Linked DNA regions of Pan troglodytes: region 1 is linked to region 2. The links are chromatin contacts, called in public Hi-C maps. All regions are on one chromosome and are shown on one strand. The core of a region is the stretch at or near the end of the contact, and the rest is flanking DNA. Distances in the headings are between cores, read along the strand shown.

The links. Hi-C and Micro-C count contacts between places; a contact is called where the count stands out from the background.
Region 1: a Hi-C map of induced pluripotent stem cells shows a contact between it and region 2, with 2.6 times the contacts expected there. The contact joins the enhancer-like site here to the promoter of NMNAT1 in region 2. A contact is called at or near these places in 2 of 7 Hi-C or Micro-C datasets (induced pluripotent stem cells and stem cell-derived neural progenitor cells) and 1 of 1 datasets of contacts at active chromatin or transcription factors (stem cell-derived excitatory neurons).

Annotation. Positions count from the first base shown.
Region 1 is chr1:222,115,734-222,120,694 of NHGRI_mPanTro3-v2.0_pri, forward strand. CTNNBIP1 (catenin beta interacting protein 1) reads left to right here. Exons shown (of 5, transcript XM_001168482.7): 2 at 300-384. Among named protein-coding and RNA genes, the nearest start is that of CTNNBIP1, 35 kb to the left of the region's middle. Within about 2 kb of position 2,763, at least 6 of the 24 cell types and tissues checked have an H3K27ac peak or open chromatin away from gene starts, as enhancers often do. A contact at or near this core is called in induced pluripotent stem cells, where this site is marked.
Region 2 is chr1:222,046,329-222,051,025 of NHGRI_mPanTro3-v2.0_pri, forward strand. NMNAT1 (nicotinamide nucleotide adenylyltransferase 1) reads right to left here and starts at 2,371. Exons shown (of 5, transcript XM_016953779.4): 1 at 2,283-2,371. It overlaps LZIC (leucine zipper and CTNNBIP1 domain containing), which reads left to right and starts at 2,511. Exons shown (of 7, transcript XM_001161245.6): 1 at 2,511-2,684.

The DNA.
Region 1 (4,961 bases), core at 1,513-4,012, 70 kb after region 2:
TTGGTGACTAAGCCAAGGGGAGCAGGGTGTGTGGTGTTGAGCGGACTGACCTGCTTCGGCCGGAAATGCCAGGCCAGCTGAGCTGCCGTCAGCACCTTATTTATCCCAGAGGTGTGGGTGCGGGTTTCCTGGGCTTGCCAGACACACAGGTATTTCTGGACCATGGCAGAGCCCGGCTCCACGAGCTTCCCGCCAGCGGTTGTGCATCCTCAGCGTGGGGCGTGTGCTCCAGGCCCAGCCCTGGCAGCTGCCTGGGCCCTCCCGACTCCTCCCACAACCTGTGTTCTGTGTTTCTGCAGGGCGGCACCTTCCTACTTCTGCCCAGCCACAGCCCTCCCCTCACAGTTGAGCACCTGTTTGCCTGAAGTTAATTTCCAGAAGCAGGTAAGGCCCCCAGGGGAAGGACTCTGTAATGTGGCCCTACAGTAGTGTGGGGTGGGGGGTGAGGAGTCCTCTTGGACGCCAGGCTCCAGGGCTGATCATGAAGTTAGCTCATCTGTTACCTTTCACTGTGAGCCCCAATGATGCTCATTTCTCCAGATGTGTTGGGTCTTCTGGAGAATGTTAGGGTGCTGCTGATTTCTTTTAGGCTAAGACATGTACAGATTCTGGATAATATTTCATATAAGCTCTAGGAACCACCAATTCTATGGCATTGTATTTTTTTGCAATGTAAACATCATGAAAGTGTAAATTGTACATTTTTAAATGTATTAGAATCTATCATAATGTGTTTTAAAATGGACAAAACAAAAGACGAGTGCAGGGGCTGGAGGCAGCTCATGTGTCTGAAGGAGCAGCTTTGCTCCCTGGCCTCGCCTGAGCTTACTTGACATCTTCCTAGCAGGTGCAAGACCGCCCTGGGTATAAGTGGATATTCTAACATAGATAAATGTGGATGTTCAAGAGCATTAGCTTCCAGTTTAAAAATAAAAAGGAGTGCAGGTGGCTGTGTTTGTATTCAGGGCCACTCGTGCCTGTCAAAGCGAGGCCAGCTTTCAAAGCTCTTTATTAGAATGGGTTGCATTTCCCAGACAGAGACCCATACAGGGAGCCACAGCCGTCCAGCCTCCAACTGCCGCATGTGACTTTCAGCAGTCTTGTTCTCCAGGTCCCTCTTGCACTACCTCCTAATTCTTCTAAAGTGAAATCAACTGCTTAAATGCTGGAGATTACATGGTGGTCGAGATTAGGTCCCTGCAAAGGCTGGGAAGAAGTGTGGCATCTGAGCGTGCCTCTTACAGATGCCCTTGGGTGTCTCCCTGAGAACGTGTTGTGGCCTGTGGAGCCAAGGCCAGTTCTCCCGTTGTGTGGACCTTTCACAGTGGTCAGGAGCCACTTCCTCACCATCCTTTCCTGACCAGCCAAGCTTCCTTCAACAGAGAGGCAGCTCTGAACTGTGTGTGTGTGTGTGTGTGTGTATAGCAGGAGTGTGTCTCTGTGTCTAAATTGAAGGTATGTACCTTAATGTCTTTTCATTGTATTTGCCCCAATCAGATGTCATTTTCTGGGATGGCACCCACTTTTTGCAGAATGTGTGGTTGCCTACTACATAATAAATAACCATGGACCTGTCCCCTCACCATTCATTTGGATAGTTAATAGTTGCCTGTTGTTTCTTTTCTGTTTTATTGTTTTTGTTTTTTGAAATGGAGTCTCACTCTGTCGCTCAGGTTGGAGTGCAGTGGCATGATCTTGGCTCCAGGCAACTGCCGCCTCCCAGGTTCAAGCGATTCTCCTGCCTCGGTCTCCGAGTAGCTGGGATTACAGGTGTCCGCCACCTCGCCCAGCTAATTTTTTGTATTTTTTATAGAGACTGGGTTTCACCATGTTGGCCAGGCTAGTCTCAAACTCTTAACCTCAGGTGATCTGCCCGCCTCGGCCTCCTAAAGTGCTGGGATTACAGGCATGAGCCATTGTGCCTGGCCTGTTTCTTTTCGTTTTCCTTTTTTTGGCTTACCTCTGACTTGGGCAGCTAATAGAAATTTTCTTAGGATTTGGAGTGGAAGCGCCACCCCATTTTAGACGCTGGAATGTTTATGGGAATAGCCAAGAGACCATAATTGAGAACCATCATTACTTTTGGTTCTCACGTTCAAGGACTGGATGAATAATTAGTGTGTCTAATTTAGTTGCAGTTTTAGTTTATGTAATTTAAACATAGTTTAATGGAGACCAGTTTTTGATCCCTACAGGGGAAAATAAGATTTCTCAAGTGAAATGAATCTGATGCTTGTCAGAATTGTGATAAAAATATAATAGCACGTTTGCTTGTATAGGCAACAAACAGAGACATAGTTTAATATACTCGTTGAGCACCATGACTGAAATGTCTGTATTGTTTGGGTTGATTATGATTTATTCTCTCCAATTATGAGTTTGCTCCACACTGACACCCTTACTGCAGAGGAGAGAATTATGTAAGCCAGTCACGGTGTTTCTGTTTGGGTTGGAATGGGAAGGGTGGGAACATGTGCTCCTGGCTGCATTTCTGCTCCAGATCCAGCCCTGAGTGTGCCCTCTTGTTAGGCAGCAGGGCGGAATCAGCTCAAACTAGAGCTGGAAGAATTCTCCATGACCACGCTTTTTAGAAAAGACAAGTCAAGGGTCTTCTCTGTAGCGAGAAGAACTGTCTCTTGCAGGGAAGTGAGTTGAAGCAGGAGTAGCCTGGCTCCAAAATGCAGGCGCAGACGACACCGCAGGCCCACAGCTGGGCAGCCCAAGCCCTAGGAATCCCAGTGTGAGGTGTCCCCGGGACGGCGAGGCTGCACCAGCCAGGAAGACGGGGCGGCACCTATCAGTGCGAGCTGTTCATAGAAGGCTTGTTGGACAGGGCAACATTCTGTAAAGCCGGCCCCATGGAGGCGGTCTGTGATGGAAGCAGTCTTTGATATGGAACTGACGCTCCTCTGGGAAGCACCTACTGTGTACCTGGACCACTGGCTCCTGGGTGGATGCGGCGGCAAAAACCAGACACCAGTCCTTCCCTGGGCAGGGGTGGCTCTCTGAATGAATAAATAGATCTTGCCCTGGGACCCGGGGCTGGAGTGTGGTTTGTGATAGTACGATTGGAATAGGGAGAGCCAGAGCAGGAGTGATCGGCTTCCCACATCGGCTAAGGACTGGTCGGCTCGGACCGGGTGGTCTGGAGCCCTGGGAGAACCTGCTGGGGGTGGGGAGGAAGCAATGCTGGTGCTTTTGTGTTTGGCGACACCTAGTGGCCAGCTCCTTGTATTTCACCCTGTCTCTCACCAGGGGAGAGCAAATGAAAACTAGCCCTTAGGCACAGGACAGAATTGGAAGGTTTTTACTCTTGGAAGCCCTAACTCCCAGCTCAAAGGCTTTACGGAGCATTTCAGATGTTCTTTGGAGAACACAATAGCCCAAGGCCCACTACTTTGAAAGTGTGAGTCCTTTGGAAAAGCTAAATTTGGTTATGGGAGACTGGGTTAGGTACTTGGTCTCTTAACACAATGACATTTGGGCCTAGATGGGTGTGGATATTGCAGAGTGGGAGAAGCTCAGACACCACAGGCTGTTTCACTATTCCATTTAGCCAAGCGGGCAGTATTTATTAAGTGCCTGCCAAGTGCTAGTCTCCCGGAGGACAGGGGTGAGCACAGCAGAGGGGGCCCTGGCCTTGCAGTAGGCAGTGGGCAGAGACAATAAGCAAGTTCTCCAACAGGGCACTTTCAGAAAATCAGGACAGGCGGGCATGGTGGCTCATGCCTGTTAATTCCAATATTTTGGGAGACCAAGGCAGGAGGATTGCTTGAGACCAGGAGTTTGAGACCAACCTGGCTGTGCAACATAACAAGACTTCTACAAAAAAATTTAAAAGTGGCAGGGTGTTGTGGCATGCTTCTGTGGTCCCAGCTAGTTAGGAGGCTGAGGCAGGAGGATCGCTTAAGCCCAGGAGTTCAGGGCTGCAGTGAGTTCTGATCATACCACTGTACTCCTGGGCACCAGAGCAACTGTCAGGGAAGGCTTCCCTAGGAAGGTGCCTTTACGCCAAGACAAAGGATGGAAAGAAGCCAGTTCCTGGCTGAGGGGACACCCAGTACAAAGGCTGCCAGAGGGAAAGAGCTTCTCCGCATGTTCTAGAACAGACGAGTGCCAGGAAGGCAGAGCAAGGGGAAGAGGAAGAAGAGACAGGCTGGAGAGGGAGGCAGGGCTGACAGCGGAGCCCTGGCAGGGTCTTGGCAAGGATTATGAGATGCATTCTCAGGTAGGTTTAAGGTAGGAGTGATATCTGTTTTGGGGAGGATGAGGTGGGAGGATCACTTGAGCCCAGGAGTTTGAGACCAGCCTGGGCAACATAGCAAGACCCTGTCTCTACAAAAAAATGTTTTTAAATTAGCCAAGCGTGGTGATGTGCACCTGTGGCCCTAGCTTACTCAGGAGGCTGAGTTGGGAGGACTGCTAAAGCCCAGCAGGTTGAGGCAGCAGTGAGCTATGATCGCGCCACTACACTCCAGCCTGGGCGACAGAGGGAGACCCTGTGTCAAAAAATAATCAATAATAAGATCATTCTGGCTATTGTGTAGAGAAAAGGACAAGAAAGGAAGTAGGGGGATCATGAGGAGGTTACATAGTAACCCAGATCCAGGTGGCCACTGGGGAAGAGGTGGAGACCGCATCATCATCCACACCCAGGTTCGGGGTGCAAGGTTCACCCCACAAGGCTGTGTGGAGTCCAGCTCCAGATTGGCAGTGCTCCACATCTAGTGAAGTGGAAGGAAGTGAGAATGGGTCAGTGCGAGGAGTGATACCCCAGAACAGAGCTTCCCTGCTCAGCTGCACAGGAAATTATGGCCTTCCCCATGCTGGGACGCAGCCTGGCCCTGGGAAGTGGCTGGGGGTCCTTCTCATCAGAGACCATTCCTGAGGCAGTTTACTCCTCTTTCCTAGCTCCCAGTTATCACTTAGGCCATTTTCTGGGCCCAGGAGGAGGTGGAAGG
Region 2 (4,697 bases), core at 1,121-3,620:
TCAAAATTGAAAGATAATTGCATTAATAGGTACTTTTATTTTTTTCTTCTTTTGTTTTGTTTTGTTTTGTTTTTTTAAGACGGAGTTGCTCTGTCACCCAGGCTGCAGTGCAGCGTCGCGATCTTGGCTCACTGCAGCATTCACCTCCTGAGTTCAAGCGATTCTCATGCCTCAGCCTCCTGAGTAGCTAAGATTACAGGCATGGACCACCACGCCTGGTTAATTTTTGTATTTTTAGTAGAGATGGGGTTTCACCATGTTGGCCGGGCTGGTTTTGAATTCCTGACCTTAAGTGATCTGCCCGCCTTGGCCTCCCAAAGTGCTGGGATTACAGGCGTGAGTCACTGCACCCGGCCGACTTTTGCAAAGGAAATTCTTTGAATCTGAAGTGTCTTGCAAGGTAGAGGCTATTGCAACCATTTCAACTAGTGTGTCAACAGTCTTCTCTAAGGTGGGCTAGAAAAATGGTTTCATATTCAAATTATAACTCTGAAAAACAATTGATGGTAATAAAGAGATTCCACAATCAGACAGAACTAAGAGAAACAATTAGTTTTGGTAGAGTTCTGTGGTAATCACAGTTAGAAGTTTATCCTGGGTAGCTGAAATATAACTAACTTCAGACTCCAGGTCTGTCGGTGGCTTGTGCCAATCACCACAACACTTTGAGGGGCCAAGGCCGGAGGATCGCTTGAGCCCAGGAGTTCAAGGCTGCAGTGAGCTATGATCACACCACTGCACTCCAGCCTGGGCAACACAGCTCTTGTTTTTTAACAAGACATTGTTACTTAAAAAAAGACTGCCCTGATGAAACAATTCTACCATGAACACTGATGTTGTTCTGTGGACTACTTCAGGAAGATGGACTAAGACCATCATTAAATAGTTCCAACCAGTTTCTGGGTAATTTTATTTTTAATTTTTTGTTATGAGGGTCTTGCTATGTTGCCCAGCCTGGGCTCAAATGATCCTCCCACCTCGGCCTCTCAAAGTGCTGGGTTTACAGGTGTCACACCGCGACAGCCAAGGGTAACTTTTTTTTATTTTTATTTTTGAGATGGAGTCTCGAACTGTCGCCCCGGCTGGAGTGCAATGGCGCGATCTCGGCTCACTGCAACCTCCGCCTCCAGGATTCAAGCGATTCTCCTGCCTCAGCCTCCCGAGTAGCTGAGATTACAGGCGCCCACCACCACGCCCGGCTAATTTTTTGTATTTTTAGTAAAGACGGGGTTTCACTATGTTGGCCAGGCTGGTCTCGAACTCCTGACCTCGTGATCCGCCTGCCTCAGCCTCCCAAAGTGCTGGGATTACAGGCGTGAGCCACCGCGCCCGGCCAAGGGTAACTTTTTAAGAGCTGCCCTACAGCTCATTACCTCCTTCTCAAGGAGCATGAGTGTCAAACCACCTCCAGCAAAGTAGATGTAGTCTTTTACAGATTTGGAAAGAAGGATTTAGGAGGAAAGGGAAGTCGTTCGGAATGAAGGATTTCCTCCTCTGACGCCCAGCCGTCCCCCGTTAAGCCTAAAGGTGCCAGACCTCAAGACTCTTCTAGAAAGAGATTTTTCCTTTCCAAGGTGAATCCATCTGTTCCGAAGGTCAGAAGCTATTTTACCGAAGTTTTCCGTTCCACTGAAAAAATTAAGGGTCAATCAAAGCTCCTTGCCCCAAACCTGAATATGAGCTTGCCTCGGGTCATATTCGACTCTAAAGACTCCACCACACCATCTTGGACTCCCCTATATCTAGGACAAAAAGGGACCAGTTTCTCAGGGGCTCCTTGCGGGGAGCTTACCGCGCCCTCACTGTCCGCCGGCCCGAGTGCTACCGGAGATCACCAGCGGCCCGGACGCCAGCGAGTGGAACATCTCGGTCGCACTCTCATTGGTTCCAGGGGGCCGGAAGTGCGTGCGTCCAGCGGAAGTGCTCCCCCGGCGCGGTCCGCCAGGCCAGGGCCCTCAGGTAGGCGGGGCCCCTGGCCCTAAACTCTGGGACTGGCGGGCGGTCAGGCGGCACAGGGGGGATCCCGGGGGCCTAAGGAGGTTGTCCCAGTTTTTGTCAGGGAGGCCCGGAAGGAGTTTCGGGGACCGTGGGTTTACGGCTACCTCTGGTGGCAATTGGGGCCTGTTGGAGCCCGGCCGCCGCGGGACCTACGTGCCGGACTTCAAGTTCCCGCGTGGGGTGGGATTTGCTGCGGTGGCCGGAGCTGATTCTTCACCCAGTCCTGTTGGTTCTGGGCCAAACCCTCCTCACTTTCAAGAAAGAGGCGTGCTCTCCGCCCTTACCTTTTCCAAGCCTCTGGGTTTGACGCCATCCCTCAAGGCGTGTCCGGATGCGGGATTGTCCTCAAAGACCCTCTCGGCCTCGCTAGGAAGAAACTCAGAAAGGCTGCGGTAGGCGCAGTCGAGGGGGAAAGTGCCCCCGTCCTTGATGTCTCAGGCTGCTCAAGTGGAAGTTACCTGGACTGCCTTAGGGCAAGTTTATATATAGCAAATACAATTACTTGTTAATGGTTTCCTTTTTTCCAGCATCTCCACCCCGAGGTGGTTTGAACTTTGAGCCTTTTGTAGTCCTGATGAATAATTTCATTTTCCTGAAGTTTATGACACTCGGAACGTCAAGAACTGGAGGTTTGTGCAATTTGAGACCGGTCGGCACTGTGCAGAGATCAGAGTACTAAGAGACAGGTGAGCATGAATGAGGACCCTCCGCTCCAGATACAGTGTCTGAGAGCGGTTTCTGTAGTTTCGTAAAAGTGCACCACATTTAGTGACTACTAGGTGGTGCCAACGAGTTTATCTTTCGGGGATAAATCTCAACTAATGTAGTACCAGGTTAAGGCTTTTAAAATGCACCCATTTTTACTGAAATGTATTCAGAATAGCTTTAGCTCCTTAAAATATGTTGAGCCTTTATATACGTGACCAAATTATCGACGTTCTATTCTGTATTAGGTACTGAGAAAGCTGAGAGAGGAATCAGACTCATATTCTGTTCTCCAGAGTTTAGTCAGAGGAGATAACGTATTATAATAAAATCATATATAATTAAAGGCAGAAATAAGTGCTAAATAGAGAATAAGATTTGAGCTGGGCGCGGTGACTCACGCCTGTAATCCCATCACTTTGGAAGACTGAGGCAAGTGGATCACCAGAGGTCAGAAGTTCGAGACTCGCCTGGACAACATGGTGAAACCCCATCTCTACTAAAAATACAAAAATTAGCCAGATGTGGTGACGCATGCCTGTAGTCCCAGCTACTGGAGAGGCTGAGGCACGAGAATTGCTTGAACCCAGGAGGCTGAGGTTGCAGTGAGCCGAGATCGCGCCACTGCACTCCAGCCTGGACGACAGAGCGAGACTCCGTCTCAAAAAAAATTAAAAAAAAAAGATTTGAATGCTAAAGAAGAAGCAATCAATTCTCATTATTCATCTACCAGTTGTTTATTCGGCACTTTTTGTCTGTCCAAGATTGTGCTGGATGCTGGTGTATAAAGAAAAGGTAAAGGCCGGGTGCGGTGGCTCACGCCTGTAATCCCAGCACTTTGGGAGGCCGGGGCAGGCAGATCACGAGGGCAAGAGATCGAGACCATCCTGGCCAATATGGTGAAACCCGTCTCTCCTAAAAATACAAAAATTAGCTGGGCGTGGTAGTGCGTGCCTGTAATCCCAGCTACTTGGGAGGCCGAGGCAGGAGAATCTCTTCAACCTGGGAAGCGGAGGTTGCAGTGAGCCGAGATCGTGCCACTGCACTCCAGCCTGGCGACAGAGTGAGACTCCATCTCAAAAAAAAAAAAAAAAAAAAAAAAGGTAAGGGCTGGGCACGATAGCTTACACCTGTAATCCCAGCATTTTGGGAGGCTGAGGCGGGCGGATCACCTGAGGTCAGGAGTTTGAGACCAGCCTGGCCAACATGGTGAAACCTCATCTCTACTAAAAGTACAAAAATCAGCTGAGCGTGGTGGCGGGCACCTACATTCCCAGCTACTCGGGAGACCGAGGCAGGAGAGTCACTTGAACCCAGGAGGCAGAGGTTGCAGTGAACCAAGATCATGCCACTGCACTCCACCTGGGTGACGGTGAGACGCCATCAAAAAAAAGAGAAAGAGGAAAGAACGAACGAACGAACGAACGAAAGAAAAGGTAAAATCCCTACTTAAATAATTCACAACCTAGTGATTGGGAGGAAATCAAGGAAGACCTTGTAGAGAAGGTGACGCTTGAACTAGACTTTGAAGAATGAACTGGGCTTCATAGGTAGAAAAAAAAAATGCAGGCTCAAAAGAGTGCATGATATTTTTGGAACAGCAAGTCATCCAGTGTGGTTAGACTGTAGGAAACTAACTCTGAAAAGACATTGTCAGTTACATCTTGGGTTTGCCTCGACTTTTACTGGAAAATTCCACAGACTTAAAGAGAAAAATTAAAATGGACAATTTCCAGGAAAAATCCACTAAACTATTATACATAAGATGTAGCTACAATAAATTACACTTCTGGGTATAATACTTGTTTATGTTTGCATATCATTAATGATCATAGATGACTTATGCCAATTTTAATAGATTAGGTGGTAATTTTTTGTCATATTTAATTTTGAATATACTGTAAGAATCCTCTCCAATGAAGTACACATGTCAAATCATCTGGTAATGATTTCATTATGTGTAGGAAAATAAAACATGCTTTAATGCTGTGTGC